2 separate regions of the Sus scrofa genome follow, and region 2 is linked to region 1. Evidence: chromatin contacts called from public promoter capture Hi-C data. All regions are on one chromosome and are shown on one strand. Each heading gives the region's core, a stretch centred on a gene start, on an enhancer-like site or on the middle of the called end of the contact. The rest is flanking DNA. Distances are from core to core; before and after follow the strand shown.

What was found. Promoter capture Hi-C pulls out the DNA fragments that hold promoters and counts their contacts.
Region 2: a promoter capture Hi-C map of fetal skeletal muscle shows a contact between it and region 1, with 7 times the contacts expected there. The contact joins the promoter of ARL6IP4 here to the promoter of PITPNM2 in region 1. A contact is called at or near these places in 3 of 5 promoter capture datasets (fetal liver, fetal skeletal muscle and liver), 11 of 47 Hi-C or Micro-C datasets (embryonic fibroblasts, fetal heart ventricle, heart right ventricle and 6 more) and 1 of 2 datasets of contacts at active chromatin or transcription factors (skeletal muscle).

The regions. Positions count from the first base shown.
Region 1 is chr14:29,727,949-29,731,411 of Sscrofa11.1, reverse strand. It overlaps PITPNM2 (membrane-associated phosphatidylinositol transfer protein 2), which reads right to left and starts at 1,312. Exons shown (of 27, transcript XM_005670599.3): 1 at 1,252-1,312.
Region 2 is chr14:29,887,141-29,890,247 of Sscrofa11.1, reverse strand. It overlaps ARL6IP4 (ADP ribosylation factor like GTPase 6 interacting protein 4), which reads left to right and starts at 1,778. Exons shown (of 5, transcript NR_033706.1): 1 at 1,778-2,430; 2 at 2,950-3,107. It overlaps OGFOD2 (2-oxoglutarate and iron-dependent oxygenase domain-containing protein 2), which reads left to right. Exons shown (of 7, transcript XM_001928564.5): 7 at 1-245. The coding sequence ends at 182.

The DNA.
Region 1 (3,463 bases), core at 63-2,562:
CTCACAATCCAGCGGGACAGATAAGCCAGGCACAAAAGTAACTAAAATAAGGCAGGAGGTGATAAGAGTCACACAAGAGACACAGATAAGGTGCAGTGGGAGTTCAGAGCAGAGATGAGTCACACTGGGGGCTTGGCCGTGGGGGAGATTCAGGTGAAGGGGAGCATTTACTACATTCCCCTCAGAAAGGAGGTGAGGGGGTGTCTAGCCTCTCAGCCCCAGTGGCTCCCAGGTGGGGGCTGCTTGAGAGCCAGCAGCAGACTAAGAAAGATGCTCCAAAGGAGGTCCTCTCTGAAGAATCCGGCTTCTGGAGAGGAGAAGGGGGGCCCTGAGACCCCAGTCCATATTTCAGAAGTTGGGAGAGGAGTGTAGGATGAGGAATCAGGAATGTACGCAGAGGCAGCAAATGCGTTGAAAAGGGACAGAGCTAGAAGATTTGCCTTGAAATGACATTTGCCTAGCAAACACACTCTATTTACTTAGAACTTCCATCTGAGGTTTCCCGGGGGAGTGAGTGCACATTATGGGGGAGGGGAGCTCTAGGGTCTCCTCCCCAAGTCACCCATCAGCCCTGCCCCTGAAAAGAAAGGATGGGGTGGAGGGAGTAAGGAGGAAGCTGGCTGCCCTAAAACAGAGCTGGCACCTCAGGTTACAACAGGAAAGGGAGACTCACAGGATGGAGATAGGCCAGATTTTCTTCCAGCGAGGGGGACAGCGGCAGCACTTCTTCTAAGTCCTGGCCCCTTCTCTGAGGGCCACAGCCCATGCTCCGGCCCCGGACACCCACCTGGCTGGAGGGCTGTCTGGCCGGAGGCGGGAAGCCCAGAAGGCTGGACAGAGGGCTTCGGCCACCACTTCCTCTCAGAGCGCGGGCCGGCCCGGGCAGGCCCAGCACCACACACACACACACCTGCCCCTTGACCGCCGTGACACTTGGCACTGGGGGAGGGGAGTCCTCCGCGCCCCGGCCGGAACCGACAGAAATTCGGTATTAGCGCTAGGGCCCCGAATCCGGAGAGCCAGCGCCTCCCCCGGGGGCCGGGCTGGGGGCGATTTCCTGGGTCCGGGGTCCCCGCGCGCCACACCCTCCTCCCCGCGCGGGGCGGCCGGGGCCGGGTCTCCCGCTTTTCCCTCCCACCCGGCAGGCTGCCGGCGTGCCTGCTCCGCGCCCCCACATCCCCGGGGTTCGCCGGGGGCCTGGGGAGGGGGGCCGGCCGCTCCGCCTTCCGGCCCGGCCGCCGCCACACTCACCCGCTCCGCGCGGCGCGGCTCCGTCCTCTTCGGCCGCGCTGGGCCGCCGCCGCCTCACGCCGCTGGGGAGGCGCCGGCCCCGCGGCCCCGGCCCGGCCGGCTGCGCCCTGCCGCTCCGCGCGCCGCCGCCGCCAGCTGGCCCCAGGCGAGCGGCCGGGCCCCCGCGGGCATGCTCCCCGGCCGTCGGCGGGCGGGAGGCGAGCGGGCGCACGTGCCGGCCGCCACGGGTGTCAGCGCTCGGTGCGCGGGCCGTGGGCGAGGGGGAGGCGGCGGCGGCCGGCGGGGCGCGGGGCCAGGCGCGCCCGCGGACCGGCCTGACAGCTCTACGCCGCGGCGCCGCCGTGCCCCGCGCGCCCCAGCGGCCGCTGCTGCCCGTGCGCGCCGGGCCCGCCTTGCATTCCCTCACTCGGCAGCGGGCCTGCGCCTCCGTCAGGCCACGCGGGGAGCCGCCCGCCCGTCCCGAGGGCCGGCCTCCGCCAGGAGCCACCCGGCAAACTTGGCGACCTCTGCCCCGGCCACCCCCGAAGGCCCGGGGCTCGCTTCCACGCAGGGAGACCCCGGGAGCGGGACCCAGCCCACGACCTCTAGGCCCTCTTAATGCCGTCAGCCTCGCCTGATTTGCTAACACTCAGGAGTCGACAGGGGAAGGGAAGGGGCAATCTGCAGGAATTGGGGGGTCCGGGGGGGAAATCAAGTCCTTTGGTAGTAAAATGACAAATTAAGGGGAACGAATGCTGGAAACCTTCGGAAGGCATTTGGAATGTGTGGACAAACAAGTCAATCGAAGTCCAAACCTTGATGCCTGGTACTTATATTCATTACCGACCAGATTTGCAGAAACAGTTCTCTCTTCAAGACACCAAATATGGTCTGGGCCAAAAACTGAAAAGCTCTTTGGTCATCGAAAGTAGTGGGAAACAGTGGGAGTAATAGTAGCCAGAGGGTAAGTTCTAGTTCTCGACCTCAAGAAGGAACTGGCAGAGGATCAGAAAATGCTTCATGTTGATGTTCCCTCCCGATTGGACTCTCCAGTTGGAAAATAAAAAGACCAGGAGGGTACTGAGTGAAATTTAAAAGAGAGCATAGAGTGTCTGTTTAGAGTGAGCAAGGATGGCTTTGTCTGCCAAGATCTGAAGTAATGGAATTAACCAGGGCACACCTAAAACCTAGTGGTAGTTTACCTATTGCCAAGTATCACCTTACAAGGTTGAGGAGCCAGGAGTGCTTTTCCCTGGAAGGGTAAGTGCAAGCTAAAGTTAAAGCAATCCAAGACAGTTCAGATACTGGGAGAGAGAACAACTGACCAAAGGTTGTCCCATCTCCTTGGAGACTGAATGGGCCAAGAAAGCCATCATAACACAGCTCACCTCAAAACACGGTCTTGTGATGTTCATACCGAGACAAAGGGTTCCCACAAATACGAAACCGTCAACTCCTTCCCTCCACTAAGAGGTTCCCAAAGACCCATTAAAGGTATTCTGAGTACACAGATCTCCAGAGTGAGACTCTACCTATAAGGCCAGTCAGAACCAAGCACCTGGATGACTGCCACTGTAACCCTGCAATGATCATACCCGACCAGTTACTTAAGTACTTTAAGGACTTAACACCATTAAAAACCAGATCTCGGGAGTTCCCGTTGTCGCTCAGTGGTTAACGAATCCAACTAGGAACCATGGGGTTGCGGGTTCGATCCCCAGCCTCCCTCAGTGGGTTGAGGATCCAGCGTTGCCTTGAGCTGTGGTGTAGGTCGCAGACACAGCTCGGATCCCTCGTTGTGGCTCCGCGTAGGCTGGTTGGTGCCTACAGCTCCGATTAGACCCCTAGCCTGGGAATCTCCATATGCTGTGGGAGCGGCCCGAGAAAAGGCAAAAAGACAAAAACAAATAAATAATAAAAACCAGGTCTCAGTAGGTAGGAATAAATATACCAATATCACAAATATCCGTGTCCACAAATATTTATTGAGTATCTGTATGTGAGAATGAAAAAGATGGTCCCTGTTCTCATGGAGCTTACAACTTCATTACTCCAGTATTTGGCTAGATTTAAAAACTGCAATAAGCACTGCTCTTTTATCTAACCGTCAGCAACAAATTCCTCACATTTATTGGTCAGTGTTACAGTAAAACTGTGAATAAAACATGGTCTTTGAAGTCTGTAGTCATAGCAATGACATGGCATATAATGTCCAACAAATACAAATTTATGG
Region 2 (3,107 bases), core at 529-3,028, 160 kb before region 1:
GGGCCAGGCCCCTGGGCACCGGTGAGCGCTGGAACCTGGTTGTCTGGCTCCGGGCCTCTGCTGTGCGCAACCGCCTCTGCCCCATGTGCTGCCGCAAGCCCCAACTGGTGGACGACGAGGGCTTCGGCGATGGCTTCACTCGCGAGGAGCCTGCCACAGTGGACTTGTGTGCGCTGACCTGAGCCTGGTTGGATCCAGCAGAAATAAACACCCTGCAACCCTCAGTACTTCTTGGTTCAAAAGGATGTGCGGGCTTCTGGGTCATTCTTTCAGTAGACAGGCTGGCTTAGATCAGGGTTTTGTTTGTTTGTTTTTGCCACCCCTAAGCATATGGAGTTCCCAGGCCAGGGATCAGATCCAAGCTGCAGTTGCAACCTATGCCACAGCTGTGGCAATGCCAGATCTGTGCCGGGCCGGGGATTGAACCTGTGTCCTGGCACTGCAGAGATGCTGCTGATCCCATTTTGCACCACAACAGGAACTCCCTTAGGTTGGGCTTGTTAGAACCAGAGGCTGAGATGGGGATTCCTGTGCAAGTGGTTTAAGGAGGGAATACTCTCAGAAGAAGGGGAACCAGGATAGGGCAGAAGCAGCTGGGCCAAATGTGGTTTCAAGAAGGATCCAGCTTCAGCCCAATCTTATAGGCTCTTTGCAGCATGAATGGTACCACAGTTTGCCCCCAACATCAGTTAACTGGCTTTAAGGTATTTCAGGGTAGGGAGGGGGTGAGTAACTTCCCAGACATCCATCTCCAGTGGCCAAGGGAGTCGTCCAGAGAAGGGCACAGGTGTGAGGTGTCAGCAGCAAATACCACGGCTTGGGGCGAGTACACCTGTCTACAAAGAGGATTTGGGCCAGCCACCTAAGGCATCTTCTGGATGGTACAGAGGGGTTACTGCAGAGGGATTAAAAGCAGGGACTCTGGAGCCAGACTGCCTGGGTTCTAATTCTGATTCGATCACTTCCACCTGTGACTGTGGGTAAGCCGTGTGACCTCTCTGTGCTTTACTTTCCTCACCTGGTGAGTATGGCCTAGAGTTGTTCTGGGGCCTCATGTTTATAAAGTGATTTTTAACAGCCCTGTGTCTGCTGCTATCATCACTACTGAAGAGTTTGCAACTTGGCCCCAAGACTGGATGAGGCATGTAGCTATGTTGAAATCTTGAGTTCTGACTTCTTAAGGGAGTGGGAAGATCTGGGAACACCAGGCCCCAATCCGTACTGCAGAAATCAGCAGGGTCTCAGCTGTCCCCACTCTAGACAGGCCTGTGGTGCTCTTGATCACAGGGTCCCTTCCTCATTCACTGCCATGATCCCTCTGGTCCTTATGGACGTTTGAGTGCGATCTCTGTATTACTGGGTGGGGACGATGGAAAGACCAAAGCTCTGGAGCTCGCAGCGCGTTGCAGTGGACACATCCGAAGACAATCCAGAAAGGAAAAGCGGCGCGCAGTAGGGTCGCCTTCTTCCCTGGGGCGCCAGGGAGTCTGGGGGTGCTGCAGGCGCGCCGAAAGAACAGCGTTGGGAGAAGCACAGCTGCAGCAAAAGGCCTGCAAACTCCAGGACTGGCGCCAGGCTGGAGAGCAGGTCTCTCGTCTCGGAGCTCCACCTGTAGGCGGAAGCCTGGATGCCCAACTCGCCTCTCCCGTGGTGATCGCGCCAGGTTCCGTTTCTTGGGCTGCCACAGAAACGGAACCTGGGGCTTCAGAACTAAAGGCAACCGCGCCTCGCTTCGCAGCCGGACTGTCTCCCGAGCAGCACCCCCAGACCGGAAGTCACCCAGCAGCCACTTCCTTACTCTAAGGCGCGGTGCAGGGCAGGTGGTCCGGCCAAATGGACGGTTGAGGCGGGAGCGGAGCAGCTTCGGAGACTTTCTTTAAGGCGGCAAGGCTGCGGAGGGCGCGGGGTGGAGGGTAGGAGTACGCGGAAAGGAATAAAGAACTCACCTGGCAGCTGAGGAACACTGCCGTTCCTAGGGCTCCTGAACTGGATCGCGCAGGCGTGGAGCGTCCGGGCGGGGGCGGGCCCTTAAAGAGGCCGCTGCGGAGAATCCAGGAGCCCGCCGAGAATCTGGGATACCTGGGGGCGAGGGGCGGGTGCGGGTTGTGCGATTGCATAGATCCCCTCATATCCCTGCCCCGGGTGGTGACGGGTATCGATCCCTAGAGGACCAGGTTCTGAGTAGAGCCGCTCTTGGAACCCAGTCTGCGGACCGGCCCAGGGACCCCCAGTTTAAGCGCGTCTCCCCGCCTCCAGCCCACGGCGCTATGGCTCACGTCGGCTCTCGCAAGCGCTCGAGGAGTCGCAGCCGGTCCCGGGGCAGAGGGTCGGAAAAGAAAAGGAAGAAGAGCAGTAAGGACGCTCCCAGGAGCTGCTCGGCTTCTAGATCCCAAAGCCGCAAAGCCAGCACTACCTCCTCTGGGGCGGAGGGTGAGAACCAGAGGGAATGGGAAAGGGGTGAGGGAACTTCATGGAGGAAGTTGCAGGCAGCTGGGCGGGCTTTTCCGGACTGGCTTTGGGAAAATTGCAGAGAGCACTATTCAAAGGAGGACCCAGAGTGTAGATCCTGGGTATCTGGATTGAAGGATGCTCAGAATCCAGCGGCTGGACCAGCCCATTGAATACTGAGTGAAAGGAGCACTTAATCATATCTTTGGTGCAGCTGGGCGGGAGATGTGGGGGCTGGTTGCCCTGCTCCTGGGTGGTCAGTGACTTGGCAGCCCAGAAAGTGCCTCTCCACAGGGTGCTGATCCCTTTTCTGGAAAGCCCTGCCCGAGGGCTTCATGCCTCTGGGGTCAGCCTGAGCCTGCTACAGGCCAGAGCAAGGGGACGAAGGTTTACTTCTTCCCCTCCTGGCCTTCCAGCCTCACCTTCTCCATGCATCACAGAGAGAAGCAAGCACAAGGCCCGGAGGAGACCACGATCCAGCTCTTCCTCCTCTTCTTCCAGTTCTTCTAGCTCCTCTTCCTCCTCGTCCTCCTCCTCTTCCTCCAGCGATGGCCGGAAGAAGCGGGGGAAGCACAAGGACAAGAAGAGGAAGAAGAAGAAGAAAAGGAAGAAGAAGCTGAAGAAGAGAAGCAAGGAAAAGGCCAAGGTGCAGCAAGCTG